Regions from separate parts of the Mus musculus genome. Here region 1 is linked to region 2. Evidence: chromatin contacts called from public promoter capture Hi-C data. All regions are on one chromosome and are shown on one strand. The core of a region is the stretch at or near the end of the contact, and the rest is flanking DNA. Distances in the headings are between cores, read along the strand shown. Region 1 holds the start of Metap1 (methionyl aminopeptidase 1). Region 2 holds the start of 4930579F01Rik (RIKEN cDNA 4930579F01 gene).

Region 1 (7,246 bases), core at 1,738-4,237, 300 kb after region 2:
GGTATAGTTTGGTTGGCTTGGTTTGGTTCCAAAGACAAGCTGGCCAATATTAGGGAACCGAAGAGTGAGAGGAGGGGAAGAAACCTGAAAAGAACACACCCGATGGTGAGGAAAAGCCTTAGGTTCAGCACCTTGTAACTGTGTTTAGGAAAAGTTACAGTGACTCCATCAAGGTGGGGCTGACAGAAGAGCTGTGACTCCAGAGGACACTATTTTGGGTAAGTAAAGAATATGGACACAGCCCTTACTACAGCAGGCGACCCGCCTCGTGTGAGAAGAGCTGCTCTAATGTGGACTCAGAACCTACAACAGTAAGAAGCTCATTACTGCATATGCAGGAGCCAACCGTGGGAAAGCCGACTCGGACACTCAGACCTAGTCTGGTCCTGTCTGAGTGGTTCGTCTATAAAGTGAGGAATTACAGTGGAGAGAGGAACTGCTACAACTGACTCAGTGACAAATTTCACAAGCTAGCCATGGGAGTGGGTATATTTGATTTCATGGCTATCAGTAATACTAGTATACACATACAGACTCCAGCACAGACTACACTCATAGAGATCTCGGATGCTCTACTCGTTCCAACAGAATGCCACCTATGCTCGATGGACAGTATGCTTTTAAGCATTTATATATTCCATAATTTGTAACTATGCTGTCTTCCCCACTTCTCTTTCCTCCCTCCAACCCTTCCCATAAACCTCCTTGCTCTTAATTTCATGGCCTCTATAACTTTGTAATTGTGTGTGTGTGTGTATGTGTTTGTGTGTGTGTGTGTGTGTGTGTGTTTGTAAACATATAAATATGACCTTCTCAGTCCATATAAGGATCCTAATGTGTATGTGATTTCTGAGCTGACCTCTTGGTACTGGATAATCAATTTGGGAGCTAGTGTCAGTACACATTAACCCATGCATGCCACCCAATGGTTTTTAAGATTTCATTTCTATTTTATGTGTATGGATGCTCTGCCTTCAAGTGTGCCTGTGCGCTATGTGCCTGGTGCCTGAGAAGTTTGTGAGAACCACGTGGTGCTGGGAACTGAACTTAGGTCCCCTCAAAGAGCAGAAAGTGCTCTTAACCACTGAGCCATCTCTCCAGCCCAGCCATTTTTTGTTCGTTTTCTTTCTCTTTTTTTGAGATAAGAGTCTCATTATTTAGCAAGGGCTGGCCTTAAAATTCACTAGGTAAACCAGGTTGGCCTAGTAGAGTTCTGCCAGCTTCTGCCTCCAAAGCACCGGGATTAAAGGTGTATGCCACCACACCTAGCGCCTCTCAACTTGAAACCCCTGAATACGAACTATATACATTGATCTAGTCAGATGGCACACAATTTTCATAGCAAATTTTTGTTTTAAATCCAGATTCCACACAGAACTCACTAAGTTAAACTGGAAAACATTAAAGCCACAAGAGGCCCTGCACCAGGTTAATAGCTCCAAGGCTATTTTCAGGTCTCTCTCCTCCAAGTGCAAAGCTTGGAAAGTGATGTCAGCAAGGTCAAGGGTCATATACTCTCTAAAGGCAAGATCATACAATAGTGAAGGACTCTTGCAATGGTTTACTACAATTGCTAAGGCTTTTAATCATTGGCTTCATCTTATTTTATCTTTCCATCTATTTTATCTTAGAAAATAGTTGGTTTTGCTATTTTCATATAACTATTCTTCCCCCCACCCCACCCCCGCCCCCACCCCAGAACCCTGGCCGTCCTGGAACTTGCTTGTACACCAGGCTGACCTAGAACTGACAGATTTGCCTGCCTGACTCCCAAGTGCTGCGATTAAAGGCATGTATCACTTACCACTGGTGACATAATTATTCTTCTTCAACTTTATCTAGATACCAGCATTAAATTGTAGTGGAATCCTTTAAAAAACAAAACGTCTCTAAATGATAGGGCTACAGGGTCTTCCTTAATTTCATTGTCAGCACAATCTTGTACAATACAGAATGAAAGGTACCCTCATTCTCTCTGTATAGAGTAACACTGAAACTGGGGAACTTAAGTAATTTCACTTACTCAAGCTCTCAGAAAAACTAGCATGCCAAGGTCTTTGGCCTATTAACTCCCCTCTCCCAGGAACCTGTCAGTTTATTACCAACGTACTTATATTCTTCTCCTCAACAAATTGTAACTAAGAGCCTAATAACCATCTACTACTTGCCTTGCCATTATTCTGAGTCTAGAAACGCGATGGGACACAAATACTGTTCAATAAATACACACTTCTGTCAGGGCCCCACTCAGTGCTAGGTTTGCTCAGTTGCACAAAAACTACGTCGGAGCCTTGAAGCACAACCCCTGCGGGACTGTCCTTTCTACTCCAGGAACTTCAGTAACAGAAGTGACTCATCTCTTTACCTTACCGGTTCTCAAATTAATAATCTGAGATGCCAACGGAAAAGAATGAATTACACCGACCTCTCTCCACGCCTACACTCAAAGTTACTTAAATGTCAAAGCGCGGTAGTAAAACACAAAAGAAGTGAGACTGAAACAGCTCTCCTCTACGGGAGACTGCAGCCACCCCCAGGCCCCGGCAGGTCGCTTCCGTCTCCGTCCGGGATTGCAGAGACACCGGAGAGAAGCCCCGGGAGCGCGGCCAGCGGCGTCCAGACCCGACCCCGGCTCGGCGGAGGTCTTGGGCTACCGGCTCCCGCGCGTCCCTACCTGCGCACACACCTGGCCGCCCACGGGACCGCGGAGGCCTGGCCCGAACCCGCCGCAGGTCAGCTTCCGCCCCCGAGAGCGCCGGCGGCCGGGCTCCCGGCTCCCGAGGCCCGGGCCGCTCGGAGGCCCGAGCGGGAGGCGACAAGGCCCAGAGGCGGAGGACCGGAGGGGCGCGGGGTGGGCGGCTACCTGCGAGCAGAAGTACGAGCCCTGGATGCCCAGCTTGATGCAGGTGGGACACTGGAGCTTGGCCTCGCTGCTGCAGCCGTCCGTCTCGCACACCCGCGTCTCCACCGCCGCCATGCTGCCTGGCTGCCGGAGGAGGGAGGAACCGCCACAGGGCGGGGAGAGGGACCCAGCCGGGGAGGAGCTCCGATGGCAGGCCTAGGCGCCGGACCGGGAGGACCAGGGCCCGCCCCTACGCAGCGCGCCCCCGCCCCCCTCCGCGCACGCGCGGCCAGGGCCCCGCCCCTTAGCGCGCGCTCACCTGCTGCCCCGCCCCTCCCTCCGGTTCGGCCGACCCCCCGCCCTGACAGCCACGCCCTCTCCGCGCACGCGTAGTGGCGACCCGCCCGGCAGCCTTTACGCCGCCTCCCCTGCCCCGCCCCAAGGCTTGCGGTGGCGGCGACGCCACGTGGGGTCAGCGGAGATCCTACACCCCATGACGTTGGGACCCCGAGCGTGAAATTCTTGAGCCTTCGGTGTTTCATTCACTCGCAGGTGGTTGGGAAGGGCGTGGATTCCTCAGTTTGGTTCGCCGGGAGCTTCTTGGGGACTAATTCCCTTTTCTGAGTTCCGCTTCTCTCTGCCAGTGTTCTCCTCAAAATAAAAAAGAAAGAAAAAATTACGCTCATTCTTAAAAAAATATCAATGGACCGAGATGGGACTGAAATACGCTCTTCCTCATGTCTTTCCACACCCCGCTATTGAAATACATAGCGCTAGTAGCTGCCAGATAGTTCAATATCGATGATTTAAAATATATATATATTATCTGATTTTATAGTTTGAGCGAATTCCACCAATCAAGAATTGAGGGGGGTTAGCCGGGTAGTGGTAGCGCATGCCAAACTTTAAACCTAGCACTCAGATCTAGAGGCAGGCAGATCTCTCTGAGTTGGAGGCCAGCCTGGTCTACAGAGTAAGTTCTTGGATAGCCAGGGTTACCCATAGAAACCCTGTCTCAGAAAACAAACCAAAAGAGAAAAGAAAAGAAATGCGAGAATTAAAAGGCTCTAGAGTTTATCAGATACAACCCGGTAGCCTAAATCTTTCAAACACATAATCAGTAGACAACAACTGCCGTTTTCTATTTTTTTTTTTTGTTTGTTTGTTGCTAGAGGAATGCTGTGACTTTTAAAAAAATCTTTTCCACCTTAATACACCAGAAAAGCTCATGTTTTCTTGAATAACTTTTCCTGTATAACCAACCACTGTAAACTTTTAATAAAAATGTATACATTTAAGAAAATTAGTGACTGCATATGTGTATATGTTTGTATATGACATCTAACTGTATAAATCCCAGCTTCCTAAACTGTGGCTCTCAACTTCTAAATATGGAGTAACAAAATTTTTGGCAATAGTAAGCAGTTTTTGACAGCCTAACAACCAAAAGTTATTTCAGAATTAAACGCAACACTCAGCATGTGCATTGGACTTCTCTGCAGTCTGATCCTGCATCCACTGCACGTACACTCTGTATTGCGGGTGCTGTCACATAGGCAGTGACAAACACATCCTGGTTTCTTTACAGAAGACAGAGACATCTAGTATTCTTCTGTCATTCTTCATTATGTATCCAATCAGGTTGTCTTTGGATTGAGTTAGCCTCAATAGCAGCAATCCTATAGTGGCTAGAACTCTGCATAGAGAATTGAATATTTGCGTCCAGGCATTGCTGTTTTGAGTTACTGACTTTAATTTCATTTTGAAAAAGTTATTAAGTGGTCTTTGGTTTGGATTGAACAGAATTTCCAACAATTTTTTAAACAGACAAAAAGAGACTTCTGCTATTTGAACCATGAGAAACAGCGTTCTCAACATTGACAACTATAAATCAAGATACTAATCAAACCGGGCGTGGTGGCACACGCCTTTAATCCCAGCACTCAGGAGGCAGAGGCAGGCGGATCTCTGAGTTTGAGGCCAGCCTGGTCTACAGAGTGAGTTCCAGGACAGTCAGGGCTACACAGAGGAACCCTGTCTCGAAAAACCAAAAAAAAAAAAAAAAAGATACTAATCAACTATGAAAAACTAAAGATACTTTATGACCTATAGTGTCAAATATTCTACCAAGCTTCCTTCCCTCTCCCCCACTCTCTTCTCTCTCTCTCTCTCTCTCTCTCCCCCCCCCCCATTGTTGTTCTTTGGTTTTTCTAGACAGGGTTTCCTCTCTGTAGTCCTGGTCCTGGCTGTCCTGTAACTTGCTCTGTAGACCAGGTTGGCCTCCAACTCACAGAGATCCACTTCTGCCTCCTGAGTGCTGGGATTAAAGGCAAGAGCTACTACACCCAGTTCTAGATTTCTTTATGTAGAATAAACAAGCACACATGTCTCAATAGAGCAAATTTGCTCTTATCTTTAATAAAAGGTATTATGTTAAATTTTTCTAGGGGCTGGAGAGATGGCTCAGCACTTAAGAGAGCTTCCTGCTCTTGCAGAGGACCTGAGTTCAGTTCTCAGCACCTGTGTCAGGTAGCTCACAACCACTGTGACTGTAGCCCCTGGGGGTCCTTCTCCCTCTTCTGCTGCCCATGGTCATCTGTACACACACAGATACTCACACAGATACATACACATGAATTAAAATATATTTTAAATATCCTTTAAAAATTATTCTACATATGAAAAAGAATAGTATGTGTATGTTGTGTTGACCCACACTGTGGCAGGCATTTGGAGGTCGGGGGACATGTTGGAGGGTTGTTTCTCTCCTTTTACCATGTGACTCCCAATGATGGAATACACACAGGCTGACCTGGCATCAAGTGCCTTTACCAGCTGAGCCATCTTACTGGCCCTAAAGAACCAAAGTAAAGGTCTTTGGAATTTACTATCAGTGAATGTCTGGTTTGTATACGGTTATATATACCTCTATACTTAAGGTTGGGTAAATAGGGTCACAGGCAAAAAGGGTCACAACTGAAAGGCTCATCAAGTCCTAATACGTATAAAATATATAGAGAAGACTGGCAAGATGGCTCAGTGGTAAGAGCTCTTGCCCTTCAAACATCGTGACCCCAGTCCAAGAACGTATGGAGAGGTGGAAGGGGGGAGGTAACTGCACAAAGTTGTCCTCTGATTCCCAACATGCACCCTGCCTTAGTCAGTGTTATAGCTGTGAAGAGACACCATGACTAAGGCAACTTTTATAAGAGAAAACACTTCATTGGGGCTGGCTTACAGTTCTAGAGGCTTAGTCCATTGCCATCATGGCGGGAAGCATGGCAGCATGCAGGCAGGTAGGATGCTGGAGGAACTGAGTGTTCTTATCTTGATCGGAAAGCAGCCAAAAAGAAACTGTTCCACACTGGGTGAAGCTTGAGCATAGGAGACCTCTAAGCCCGCCTACACAGTGATGTACCTCCTCCAACAAGACCACACCTCCTAATAGTGCCACTCCCTTATGAGCGAAGCAGTCAAACACATGGATCTACGGTGGTCAAACCTATTCAGACCACCACACAACCCAGGTGCAAATGCACATATATACCACACAAATTTATAAAATATATTTTAACTGAACCATATAATGCAATGTATTTACTTGCTTTCATTACTGTATTGTAGACTTATTTTTATTGTTACTAATACACTTTTCTCTCAGACTTTAGTGACTGCATATATTCTATTGTATGAATAATTTTCTAAACCAAAGACACTAATAATGGGAATACAGGCTATTTTTAATTGTCATTTACTATAAAGGTATCAGTAAGCACCCTAGGACTTTGTGTGTCTCCTCTTTCACTTGCTGAATCAAAGGGCTTTTGCAGTTCACCATATCTTTACATAGCTCATTATATAATTCCCTATAAAACATTTAAAAGGAAAGACAGTAACCTTACAATGGAGAAACATGTTGTCTAATATACAGAAAATATACAGGAAAGTACAAATCAATTTTGTACATTTTCTTATATGAACCATGAAGAAGTTGGCATATCTACAAAACCGATCCTATATCAAACAAACCCAAACTGGGGAATATATATATATATATATATATATATATATATATATATATATCACCTGCAATGTTCAAAACATGTTGTTTATGTGTGGCTCTGGCTCAATTTATGAGCCCCTTCTGTCATGATTCCTTACGTTGGGCCTTGGCCCTCTTGCAATAGCTAACTGCCTGGTTGCCAGCTGAACCCTGCAATTTCATTCTTATAGTTTCTTATCATTCTATTCCCCTGACCTGAAGTGCCTTTTTCTTCTTCTTCTTCTTCTCCTTCTTCTCCTTCTTCTCCTTCTTCTCCTTCTTCTCCTTCTTCTCCTTCTTCTCCTTCTTCTCCTTCTTCTCCTTCTTCTCCTTCTTCTCCTTCTTCTCCTTCTTCTCCTTCT
Region 2 (7,147 bases), core at 64-2,563:
AGGACCTACACTGGGCAGCTCAAAACTGCCTACAAGGCCAACTTCAGCGTATCTAAAGCCTTCTGGCTTCCACAGCTCTTTGTGCACGTGATGCATACCCATACATTCAAGTAAAACTTTGTGTGTGTGTGTGTGTGTGTGTGTGTGTGTGTGTATGTATGTATATATATTTAATATAAATTAATTGACAGAAGTTTCAAAGATACTTCCGAAAGCAAAATTTCCTTTCTTGTGGTCTCTTGATTCTACCCATGTATCAGTAAATTATCGAATTTTATTTAAAATAAGGGAAATACAATCCTCCAAAGAGAAGGATTGGTGAAAAAACCCAGTTAATGTTATTCAGAAAAAATGCCCTGCCCATTTGCATAAAATATTAATACCCTTAAGTTCAAAATAGTACACACATAGCACACGGGTTTACAAAGGGAACAGACAGGATAAGGAGGCACTGTAAGTCACGTGCGGTGGCCATCTTGTACAGCTGTTGCTGGAATCATGAACACTGCTCTCCCACTCTTCCAGCCCAGAACACACCACAGTTGTTCCTGGGACTTCTTCTCATACAGGATGTATTGTTCTGGGTATGCACTTTCTCCAAAAGGAGTCCTAACACCCCCTTGTAGCAATCCCCATTGTCACCCCAGCCTCACCACCTTCTAACCCCTTTTCTTCTTCAAAGCACTCTTCATAGCACCTGCTCCTCCCTGCGTTTTGTTTTTAAACATGTCACTTCTTCATGGCTCCTTTCAATAGGGTGTCATCATCAGGCGTGCCTTGATTTACCCCGGTGTTTCATCTTCTTTCCTGCTGTGCACACACCTGGTATAAACTCAACAATTGCTGTTAAATGGGCTAGCAATTTTTCCCCACAAGATAAATGTCTCTATGAATAGTGCAGTGCTGTTAGTACGGACGGTCTCCTCAATATAAGTGACTAACTTTAAAAGACAGCATCCTTTTTTCTCAAAATGGCCTACTTGGTTCTTGTATGCCTTAAAAAGCATATTTGAGACTCATAAGTAAGCATACCCGAGATGTTAGCAATTGTTTCTAACGATGAATAGAAAATTATACCTGAGAACGGCTTTAAAAGCAGATAATTTAACTGATAGAAGCTCAGGTCTGCCGATGGCCTTCCAGCCTCATATTGGGTCTCGGCTGAATTTTGTTATTTCCTTAAATCTCGGACTTAAGGAGATTTTATCGATGGAAACAGCTGACTGTCTGATGCCTCCAAAAGAGCAAAGCGGTGTCTCTTCAGTTTCTCCCACTCACACTCCAATGGGTCCAGGTGCCTGCCTCCCTGGTTGTGAGGAGATAGGTTAGCAACGGATCAGCATTGTGGGAAATCTAAGTTCCAGAACTCTGTAACAGCCATTGCTCCAGGCCGCTTGTTACACAGCTTCACTAGCATGGCACAGTGCATCTCTTGCTGGTTTCAGACGGGGTATGGTGGATGTGCTGCGGATCTCAGGAAAAGAGGAAAGGGAGAAAGTCAGCCCAGTGCGTGCTATGTGACAGAAACAGCGGTGGCAGTGGGGTTGCTGGGAAGGCCTCCCAGTCATTGTGAAAGGACACCATTTGAGTCTCAGGGGTGGGAAGAGGCGGTCTCAAGGCGGGGGAGGGAGGTTGAGGAAAAGAGAATAACAGAGTACCCATAACAGGAAAGGGGAGGGCTCGGAGAGCAAGCGGGCGGGGCAGAAGGAGAGGGGAGGGGCATGGTGAGGGAAGGGATGGTGGAAAATAAAGGAACAAAACAAGGTATGTATTAAAGAACGTCACAATGAAATCCATTACTTTGTATGCATGATTAAAAATAAATTAAGGAGAGTGAGAGGGAGGAAAAAAAATGAGGAGAAGCTGGGTGTGGTGACCCAGTCCTATAGTTCCAGCCTTTGGGAGAATTAAACAGAAAGATTGCCCGGGCTACAGAGTAGGACCCTATCTGAAAAATCAAAGTGACAACAAATAATGGGCAAAGTTCCTCGGATGTCTAACAAACTTCTCAGGAGTGATTAGCGAGTAACAGCAAGAAATGCAGCGCTTGTGTTCCTGAGCTCCTAGAAACAGCATTTTAACTCTTTACCGTTTACTGTCTTGTAATGTGCTCACTCCCTCTCCACCCCTTTCACATACACCCCCAACAGCTCCACCATCCTTACCACAAGGTCTTCATAGAATTGGCAGCATTCTGTTCCATCCGTCAACCTCCCAACCCATGAGCTGAACATACCTTGTTTTCTTTGTATGTCAGCTGGTCTCTTACATTTTATTATAGCAACATGAAGCTGACTGGGGCATAACATACATTAAGAATGTTTACATGTGCCGGGCAGTGGTGGCACATGCCTTTAATCCCAGCACTTGGGAGACAGAGGCAGGGGAATTTCTGAGTCTGAGGCCAGCCTGATCTACAGAGTGAGTTCCAGGACAGCCAGGGCTATAGAGAGAAAGCTTTTCTAGAAAAACAAGCAAAACAAAAACAAAACAAAACAAAAAGCAAAGAATGTTTATATGTGTAGCATAAACAATCGTGTTGTGGGGCATCCACAAGAGAAGACTGCTCAGATGTGGGTTTAAGCCAATAGAAAGTCTTATTAGTCAGCCTACAACCCACACCAAGTGTCTGGGATCCCAGTGTAACTCCAAGCCCTTCTTAGGGTAAGCCTTTAAGCACACACACACACACACACACACACACACACACACACACACACACACACACACACACCACACACACACACACACACAAAACCATGTCCCGGGTGAACATACTTCAGCACTTTAGCAAGGACTCTTAGCCTGAAGCAGAACTACAGAAGCCAAAAGGCAAGGTCAGTACGTTTTGTGACTTTCCTGGAATTATGGCCTTTGATGGATTAGGTCTTTGTTTTAGTTTTGGCAAGTGGTGCTGAGTTTTACAACCTGAGTGGAATTTTTATCATGGAGTCAGTTGTGCTAAGGTCTGGGGGGGGCTACTAAGGTCTAGTTCCCTGCTTCAACCGGAAAACAGATGAGAGTTACAAAAGCAAAACTATGGACATGCATAATTAATAGGTCTTCATTGGTGACAAGAAATAAGCAAGCTGAAACTATCTCATAACACCAGCGTTCTGGAGTATATGTAGACCATGAGAATTCACATCAAATATTATTAGAATTATAAATTGGTACAAACTCATAAATCCAGCTTGACATTCAGATAGATTTGAAAGCCCAGAGACTCCTCCTCAGGTCCAACATTTATACCCAAGCACAAAGCTATTCATGTAAGACAATTCACAGATGCAATCTCTTCCTTAGGAGGCAAATCTATTAAGCGATATGTAGCTATAGGTTCAATAAAACTACATCAATAACACATGTCTAACATGAATGCATTTGAAAAAGTATGTAAAAGATAAGTTGAAGAGTTTGAGAATTTAAACAGAAACACAATAAGACTATTTGTAAAATTATTTGCAAACACATATGTCTAGTGAATCTACTTAAAAAAAAAAAAACCTCAAAATTCAAGAAAATGATTCCCTGGGAAGGGAAAGAGAAAGCAGTAAGAGAGGGGTGTAGAGAGCTGAGCAGGGACGCTGAGAACAGGTCAAACACAACACATCGTCTGTATGCAGACATATTTTTCTCATAGGTTTTGCCACAAAACTACTTTGTGTGCAAGTTCTGGTACTATTAAAAATTGGACTACCCAATTTTAATTAATATTTTAGTTGCCATAATTTGATGTTTTTACAGCACACACAGGACTGCATTGTTACACCATATGAATCCATCAATGGTCCCAAGACAATTAACATACCCACTAGCTTCATTTTTTTTCATTACATTTGTGTGTGTGTGTGTGTGACCATCTGGATTTTTTTCTTTGAGACAGGATCTCATTATCTAGCCTTGCCTGGCATGGCATGAAATTTGCTCTATAGATCAAATGGGCCTCAAACTTTTGAGGAACTTCCTGCATGCTATGATTACATGTATGTGTCCCAACACTTGGCTAAAAGTACATGCATGTTATTTTGGGCACATAGAAACTAAAGCTCTCTATCTCTCCCACTAGGTTTAGGTCATGTTCTAATCATTTGCTATGAGCCCTGTCTGTCTTTTTGTTTGTTTGGTTGGTTTTTCGAGACAGGGTTTCTCTGTGCAGTACTGGCTGTCCTGGAACTCACTCTGTCGACCAGGCTGGCCTCGAACTCAGAAATCTGCCTCCTCTGCCTCCCAAGTGCTGGGATTACAGGCATGCGCCACCACTGCCTGGCGAGCCCTGTCTGTCTTGTTGTGTCCTGCTGTGTTGTGTTCTGTTTTGTTTGTGGCCCTGGGATCAAACACAGGTCCTCGCACAAGCTGGGAAAGTGTTCTGTGTCCACGCTGCAGCCACACCAAGCGCAAGCATCTTTGAAATTCTGCGGCTTGCAGAGAAGATCTTGCACATGCTAGGCAAGTACTCGATCATAGCTAGAAATGTTACACTAGATACCTCAATAGTTCAGACATAGCTATGGAAAGTAAAAATTAGGTGTGCATTTGTTTCCTGTAGCTCTTTAACAAATCTTTTTGAGTTATTAACTTAAACCTACAGAAATGTATTGTCTGAGAGCTCTGCAGGCTACGTGCGTGTGTGCGCTTTGCATGCAAGCGTGCATATGTACATAACACGGTTAATTCCGTTCTCGTGTTCCTAATTGAAACTCAGAAAGCATGACAGGTCCTCCAGGGTCACACAGTGAGGACCTGGCCCAGACTGGCTGAGTGATCATGTTTCTTACTGAGCAAAAGGAGCCCACAGGGGTGACGTCTGTGGCGCTCCAGTGAGGAGCCGTGCTCCGGGGCAAGCTTCCGGTTTGCTTCTTAGGACTCAACTTATGTAAAACGTACCTAGAGAGGGCTAGAGAGATGGCTCTGTTGGTACAGTGCTTGCCACACAAGTGTGAGGTCACAAATTCGAGTCCCCAGCACCCACATAAAAGCCAGGTGCTGAATAGCCTGCCTGTAATCCCAGTGCTGCGGACAGAAGGAGGCTCCATTGGGCTTGCTGCCCCGCGGCCAGTCTAGAAATCTGTGAGCTCTCCTCTCTATGAAACTATGTGTCAGAGAATAGTGTCCAACTTTGAGACTGTCTTTCCATGCCTGCAGCACCCTGCCTTCCCGCATAGCAGGTCCACCCATCCCTCGGAGATGTGGGGGTGGTGGTGGCTGGTAGGCTGCACAATGTGGGCAAGGGCCAGGGATTGCACAGGGATTTCCCCCGGGGAGCAAAGCTGGCGCTATATCACTCTCCAAGAGTTTTCCCGATCATCGCCTCTGCCTTTAGGCTACGAATTTGGAGCAAGTACACACAAGATTCACTATGGGATTTGGCTACATGCATCTGCTATCTGAAGACAGGGAAAAAAAACAGCCTGGACCAAAAAAGCATAGTGACTTTCTGTCCCCGATGTTGCAGTAACTTAGTAAGAATGGACTTAACAATTAGCTTTTTAAAAAAACCAATAGTTTTTTCTTTTCTTTTCTATGTTTAGTAAATTTTGTAATTGATCAAAACTCAAAATTAAAGTAGAGAGTGATTGAGGAAGATACCCAACGTCGACCTCTGATCTCAGCACACGGTAAGTACACCTCCTTGTGCGCATGTGTCCCCTCCACCTGTGCGCATACTTAAATGCACGTAAGAGAAGAAATTCGTGACTAAAACGATAGGAAAGGGGAACTGCCATTCATGCTCGCTCATAAAAGCAAAAGCTGCTTTCTGAGGCGTTCATCTTTGCTTCAAGTGTGTGAATGTCAAAATGACCGCTAGGTGGCAGCAACGGGCTATAGTGTGACAGACAACACTGCCCAAGACTAGGCTAGAGAGAAAGCTTCGGGAGGCAGATCCTGCCGTGGTCATTCAATTCCGTAAACAATAAACCTTCATCATCTCAGAGACTGAGGTGTCCATAAGAGCTTATGTACAGGCCTCTCAGTAAGCTACTGGGTCACCAGACTTGACGGCATCGGCTAGTGGACAGCCGCTTGAAACATGGATGGCCTTTTAGAATTTCCCTCCACGATGCTTTTCCCTGTTCGTTGAGGTTGAGCTGTGAATGTTCACAGGCTGGGACTCAGGGTGTTCAGAGTGATCAACTAGTTTCCAAGAGAATGTCTAACAGGCTCAAAAGTGCTAGAGCAATCTAAGCTAACTATTGGCTCCTGAGAACCCTGGGATGGGGCGTTCCCAGTCCTGGGGGTAACAAAGGGTCTCTTAGGGGTGTTTTTATGGGGGATTCTCCAGATTAGGACCCAAATCTAGTTCTATTTGAAACCAAGGCGTCTGTGCAGCCGTAACTACTCCGTACTCGTGATGGCGCTGGAAAGCCCATGGGAGAGTTTGATTAATAACAAGATCCTTAGATCTAGCATCCTCTGTGGGACCCATCAATGCAAAGTGAACCGAGTTTAGAACCACTGTAAAGATTAAGTGATTTCTGTCATATTTAATTTTAGCTGGAAATAAATGGTATCTTTAAGTTGAGTAACTGAGAAATTGATAGGTTATTAATAAATCTCTGGAAAAAATTCTAAGGGCCAGAGCAACTGGGGAGGTGACCTTAGAGAGAATGAAGGTGAAGGAAAATATTATCCCATATGTTTTAGTAAATCATTTTTTTCCTTTTGACTTTATTTTTTTAGATATTTTCTTTATTTAAATTTCAAATGTTATCCCCTTGCCTGGTTTTCCCTCCCAAAACCCCCTATCCCCTCCCCCTCCCCCTGAACACCTACCACCCCACTCCCCCTTCCCTGCCCTGGCATTCCCTTATATTGGGGCATTGAGCCTTCTCAGGACCAAGGGCCTCTCCTCCCATTGATGACCAACAAGGCCATCCTCTGCTACATATGCAGCTGGAGCCATGAGTCCTACCATGTGTGCTCTTTGGTTGGTGGTTTAGTCCCTGGGAGCTGTGGGGGTACTGGTTAGTTCATATTGTTGTTCCTTCTATGGGGCTGCAAACCCCTTTAGCTCCTTGGGTCCTTTCTCTAGCTCCTTCATTGGGGACCCTATCCTCAGTCCAATTTTAGTAAATCAATTTTTACAACATGATAGCTCAAATATTAAAATGTTTATACTATTCAGTTGCCTCTTGTTTTCTCTTCT

The links. Capture Hi-C pulls out chosen DNA fragments and counts their contacts.
Region 1: a contact with region 2 is called in a promoter capture Hi-C map of adipose tissue. The contact joins the promoter of Metap1 here to the promoter of 4930579F01Rik in region 2. A contact is called at or near these places in 5 of 39 promoter capture datasets (cranial neural crest, embryonic stem cells, hippocampal neurons and 1 more), 3 of 115 datasets of contacts at active chromatin or transcription factors (embryonic stem cells and trophoblast stem cells) and 2 of 9 other capture datasets (adipose tissue and pancreatic islet).

Annotation. Positions count from the first base shown.
Region 1 is chr3:138,486,395-138,493,640 of GRCm38.p6, forward strand. Metap1 (methionyl aminopeptidase 1) reads right to left here and starts at 2,988. Exons shown (of 11, transcript NM_175224.4): 1 at 2,864-2,988. The coding sequence starts at 2,977. Gm32553 (a long non-coding RNA gene) reads right to left here and starts at 1,667. Exons shown (of 2, transcript XR_001784010.2): 1 at 1-1,667.
Region 2 is chr3:138,192,518-138,199,664 of GRCm38.p6, forward strand. 4930579F01Rik (RIKEN cDNA 4930579F01 gene) reads right to left here and starts at 1,314. Exons shown (of 9, transcript NM_001374685.1): 1 at 1,078-1,314. It also overlaps a transcript of Adh7 not described here.